Linked DNA regions of Oncorhynchus mykiss: region 2 is linked to region 1. The links are chromatin contacts, called in public Hi-C maps. All regions are on one chromosome and are shown on one strand. The core of a region is the stretch at or near the end of the contact, and the rest is flanking DNA. Distances in the headings are between cores, read along the strand shown.

Region 1 (2,916 bases), core at 218-2,717:
AGGAAGAATTTTGAGTTTTGGTACTGGGAATCACAGTTGGAAATCAATCTGTGGGCGCACGACGAAGAGGATGTGCACTTGATAATTGAACTTTTCTATTGAACATACTTCTTTTCGTATGAAATATTATAGTTTAATTACATTTGAGGGTACCTGAGGAATAAATATAAATGTAGTTTGACTTGTTTTAACAATGTCTAGAGGTAGCTTTTTGGATTCCTTTCTCTGCATGTTGAACTCATATCGATGGCGCCAACTAAACAGACTTTTGGGGATATAAAGAAGGATTTTATCTAACAAAACGACCATGTATGTTGTAGCTGGGACCCTTTGGATTACAAATCAGAGGAAGATTTTCAAAAAGTAAGTGATTATTTAATCGCTATTTGTGATTTTATGAATCCTGTGCTGGTTGAAAAATGTGTTGATGTGGGGCGCCATCCTCAATCGCATGGCATGCTCTCACTGTAAAGCATATTGTAAATCGGACAATGCAGTTAGATTAACAAGAATTTAAGCTTTTAACCGATATAAGACATGTATGTACCTAGATATTTAATATCCAGAATTTTTACAATTATTTATTTGAATTGTGCTGACGGGACACCTAGCCCTAAATATGCCAATTCTGTCTTCTTTATTCAAATGTATTACTGACTGTACTGCTATCTGAACGCTGCTATTGCTGATAATATGGAGAGAATACTGACAGAGAGAGAAAGAGCACACTGATATGTTTCGCTGGTTTGAATCGCCGAGCCGACTATGTGAAAAATCTGTCGATGTGCTTAATAAATATATTGCACCATTCTCTATGCATGTAGCCACTGGGATTTTAGTTTTCAAAATATGTGTTTGCAATAATGTTGATTATCTTTAAAAAAAAAATGGCTGTGTGTGTACTTAATTGAACATAACCAAATATGAATCAACAAGAAATATGTGACATCATCATCATCATTGTGACATCATCAACAAATTGAAACATTGTATAATGTTTTACTTGTTCCAGACAATGATATGCAAAATGTTGTGGCATAGGTTATTTTGATCCTGGATTAACCCTTTGTAGGTTACATGACAGTCATGTCTTAACTGGGTTACATCTGACCTACTATTCTAGATAAGTATGGCTGTAGGCCTCTGCAATAAATGTCACCAAAAAATAATTGAATGTTATGCATGTGAATGGATTCTTGAAACTGTAGTTTATCAGTTTATTCCTAGAGTCTATGGTTTATTATGTTTTATAAGAGGGACATGAACCATGACTGAGTTTGCAGGTTTGCCTAGATCTATTTGTGTCTCGTTTCCAGCAACAAATGCGTATAATTTAACAGGTACTAAAAGTATCCTCAGTCCTTTCCCACTGTCCTTGGTCCTATTGCCCAAACTTGCCACTCCTGAGTGAGGCTTGCTTTTGTTATTGATGTCGCTTGGCTTGTGCTCTGCTGGTGCTGACGTAACCTGACGCACAAGGACAGAGGATCCGCCTCCAAACTCGACTCACTCGGCAACCAAGTCAGTGCTCAGTGCTGTGCGCACGTAGCCCCGTCCCGGCTATTGTCGTTTCTGCTCTGCTGTTTCTGTCATCCCCTTCCCTCTATCACTTCCTCCTACATTATAATACTTTCACTGTGACTGCCTGCGGTCGGCTAACAAGGAAGCGTGGGGAACGTGGCTCTTTACTTTCGTATGATAGAGAGGACATATGGCGGCGGACTGTTATTATTCAGAAAACAACAGTCAAAGCATATTAATCCAAAACAAGCAACCGGGACGAGGAAAGATTCGATAACTGCAAAATGGCTACAACTACTTATTCTGGATTATGTTCGTGACATGTTATGAACTATTCGCAAAGTTTTAATGTCAAGCGTGTTTACTTTGTTTTAGCGCACCGTAAGGACAGCTTTCCAACCCGTTGTTTTGCATCGCTGTCAGTTACTTTTATTCATTGACATTTTCAACCTGTCATTGGGGTCGTAACGACGTATAATTTCCACTTTTGGTATTTTTATTTTAAACACTGCCCTGGACTGGGTGGTCGTGTGTTTGTGTCCCTTTGCGTTTTAAATGTGGCACACTCACTGACCGCCACCGTGCTGCACGAGCCCTTTAGTAATTCCGGGTAAATTTGTGGACGTGTGTTTGCACCAGCGACCGACATGGGGGCTAAGCAGAGCAGCCCAGCCGCTAACGGACGGACCAGGGCTTACTCGGGCTCGGATCTACCTTCGAGCACCTCTACTACCAGCAATGGGAACGGTAGGACTGCAGCGATGGCAATGAGCTATCACGTGTACGGCCAGTCGGCTCACGGGGCCTCGGGAACCACAGCGACCTCCAGTCAACACATTGGCCATAGGACGAGGTCCGTGGGAGGCAGTTCTGGAGGGTCAGGGCCAAGACCCCAGTCAGGCATCAACATCCCTGACAGCAGGGGAGCCTACAGCTCACAGGAGTCTGGCAGCAGCACCCCGGAGGAGGCAGAGAGGGACAGGTCCAGCGGGGGGCTAGGGGGTCCCCGGTTGTTGATTGGATCATTACCAGCACACCTTTCGCCTCACCTTTTTGGAGGTAAGAGACTGGCTGACAATAAGGTAGCAACATGCAGCAAGCAACGTGTGTCTGTGTAGTGTTGAATCTGTTTTATTCACTGAACTCTGTCTAAATGTGTTTTACACCTGTTACTCAACAGTGTGGACCAAATGTGTCCTAACCTCAGTTTTACAGCTACTTGCACCTTGACGACATGTTTGTAGTTTTAACTGTGTAACAATAGTGTTGTAACATTTTAGATGATCATAGATTACAGTCAGAATGGATAGGCTACGATTCAATAACCCCCGCCTCATCCTCTTCCTCCTCCTTATCTGCCCCATCTTCATCCTCCTCCTCATCACCATCATTTAC
Region 2 (2,916 bases), core at 167-2,666, 88 kb after region 1:
TGGGAGGGACCCGTCAGGAAGTCCAGGATCCAGTTGCAGAGGGAGGTCTTTAATCCCTGGGTCCTTAGCTTAGTGATGAGCTTTGAGGGCACTAGAGATTGCATCATCGGTGGATCTGTTGGGGCGATATGCAAATTGGAGTGGGTCTAGGATTTCTGGGATGATGGTGTTAATGTGAGCCATGACCAGCCTTTCAAAGCACTTCATGGCTACAGACGTGAGTGCTATAGGTCGGTAGTCATTTAGGCAGGTTACCTTAGTGTTCTTTGGCACAGGGACTATGGTGGTCTGCTTGAAACATGTTGGTATTACAGACTCAGACAGGGAGAGGTTGAAATTGTCAGTGAAGACACTTGCCAGTTGGTCAGCGCATGCTTGCAGTACATGTCCTGGTAATCCGTCTGGCCCTGCGGCCTTGTGAATGTTGACCTGTTTAAGTTCTTACTCACATGGGCTGTGGAGAGTGGGATCACACAGTCGTCCGAAACAGCTGATGCTCTCATGCATGTTTCAGAATTACTTGCCTCAAAGCGAGCATAGAAGAAGTAGTTTAGTTCGTCTGGTAGGCATGTGTCACTGGGCAGCTCTCCGCTGTGTAGTCTGTAATACTTTGCAAGCCCTGCCACATCTGACGAACGTTGAAGCCAGTGTAGTACGATTCGATCTTGGTCCTGTATTGACACTTTGCCTGATTGATGGTTCGTCGGAGGGCATAACGGTATTTCTCATAAGCTTCCGGGTTAGAGTCCCGCTCCTTGAAAGTGGCAGCTCTAGCCTTTAGCTCAGTGCGGATGTTGCCTGTAATCCATGGCTTCTGTTTAGAGTATGTACGCACAGTCACTGTGGGGATGACATCATCAATGCACTTATTGATTAAACCAGTGACTGATGTGGTGTACTCCTCAATGCATTCGGAAGAATCCCGAAACATATTACAGTCTGTAGCAAAACAGTCCTGTAGTTTATCATCCGCTTCATCTGATCACTTTTTTATTGGCCGAGTCACTGGTGCTTCCTGCTTTTATTTTTGATTGTAAGCAGGAATCAGGAGGATAGAATTATGGTCAGATTTGCCAAATGGAGGGCGAGGGATAGCTTTGTACGCATCTCTGTGTGTGAAGACTCTTGTTCTTCTCTAACTGTCTGGAATAAAGGAAGAATTGACAATTTAACAAGGAAACTAACACTGTGGGATAGAAGGGGTCCGATATCTCCAATACATAGTTCTTAAAGCTTTTGAATTGGACTATAATTAAATAATATTGAACTCTAATTAAATAATAATAACAATTTTCTTGAAATTGCATCATATTCCAGCTGAAGACACCTCCTGCAATGTGTGGGTTTGGGTGTGGGTGTGTGTACGTGTGTGTACGTAATGTATTTGTGTACGTGTGTGCGTGTACGTGCAAGGTCACCAACATCAAAACTCAAGTGGTAGTAGATTATTTATAGAGGAATGATCTCTCTCTCCCACTCTCTCGCTCTCTCTCGCTCTCTCGCTCCCTCTCTCCCTGTCTCTCTCTCGCTCTCCCTCTCTTTCGCTCTCATTTCAACTCAAAGGGCTTTATTGGCATAGGAAACATATGTTTACATTGCCAAACAAGTTAAATAGATAAGTAACAAAGGTAACATACACAATCAAAATGTACTGTAAACATGACAGTCACAAAAGAGGAATAGAGACATTTCAAATGTCATATTATGGCTATGTAAAGTGTTACAACAATAAACATAGCCACCTCCATCTCCCTCCCTCTCTCTCCCTCTCCCTCTCTCTCTCTCCCTCTCTCTCTCTCTCTGCCTCCCCCTCTCTCTCTCTCTCTCTCTCTCTCTCTCTCTTTCTCTTTCTCTCTCTCGCTCTCTATGCCTGCTGTCCTGCTCTCTGTTTAACACACACTGAGTGTGTTGGTCAGTTTTTACAGGAACAGTAGCCTGGTGTTTTAATGAAGCCATAACCCTCTGGTGTGTGTGTGTGCATGTACATGTGTGTGTGTCCTTTTTCTGAGTCCCTTGCCCCCAATCTGTGTTTCCTGTAGCTGTCAGCTGAGCCAGTAACATGTGTTTCTATAACACATCAGATAAAAATATCCAACAAATGAGAGAGAGAGAGCAGTGCATGAGAGCAGTTTTCATTCTCACTTGCTTCCAGTATGAGTAAATAATCAATTATTGAAGCAGGATTTGGTCTGAGGGCTGTAGATAACATGACATATACAACCACAGAACCAACTGTTGAAATAAAGATAGTGGTTGAGTTATGCAAATTATTAACCCAGGCAGACACAATGGAACAGGTATGCAAACACTTGTGTGAGTCTGACATGGTAAATAGATTAATATAGAGAATAGATGGTTGTAATGCCGTTCTGAGACCTCAGGAGGGATCCTATGACAGAGAAATGCTGTGTTGTCAGCATTTCGCTACACTCGCATTAACATCTGCTAACCATGTGTATGTGACCAATACAATTTGATTTGATTTGGAGCGATAACAGAACACTGTAGTAGTGGGATTCCTCCTATCAATTCCACACTATTGAGAGCTTGATGCAGAACAGCACTTGCTTTAAACTGTGTGTTGTTGTTTGTAAGGAGGAAAGACCAAATGCACCTCTCCACCTCCCCCTCCTCTCATCATGACATCACATGTCCCACTGCATTAGAGCCTGCTCCCAATGCCAGTTTGGTCCATATGGACCACTAGGGTTTAACCATGGATATAGAGCTCCCCCTTCAGGAATTGAAGTGTAAATGAAATCATTCTTAGCCAATAATGGCGGTATCATTTTGGTGTGTGTGTTTTGATCCTCATAGGTGTTCTCTCTATCTTTCTCTCTCTCTCCAGCCACGCTCCAGCCCTGTGGTTCTTTGCAGGCTGTGACTAGGGCTGTTTGCAGGCTTTGACAAGGCTGT

What was found. A called contact is a pair of places that touch in the nucleus more often than the background predicts.
Region 2: a contact with region 1 is called in a Hi-C map of liver, with 4 times the contacts expected there. A contact is called at or near these places in 2 of 3 Hi-C or Micro-C datasets (blood and liver).

Annotation. Positions count from the first base shown.
Region 1 is chr2:26,451,214-26,454,129 of USDA_OmykA_1.1, forward strand. LOC110539173 (E3 ubiquitin-protein ligase znrf2) reads left to right here and starts at 1,468. Exons shown (of 5, transcript XM_021626136.2): 1 at 1,468-2,580. The coding sequence starts at 2,169.
Region 2 is chr2:26,538,840-26,541,755 of USDA_OmykA_1.1, forward strand. All of the region lies in intron 2 of LOC110539173 (E3 ubiquitin-protein ligase znrf2), which reads left to right. Among protein-coding and RNA genes, the nearest start is that of LOC110539162, 19 kb to the right of the region's middle.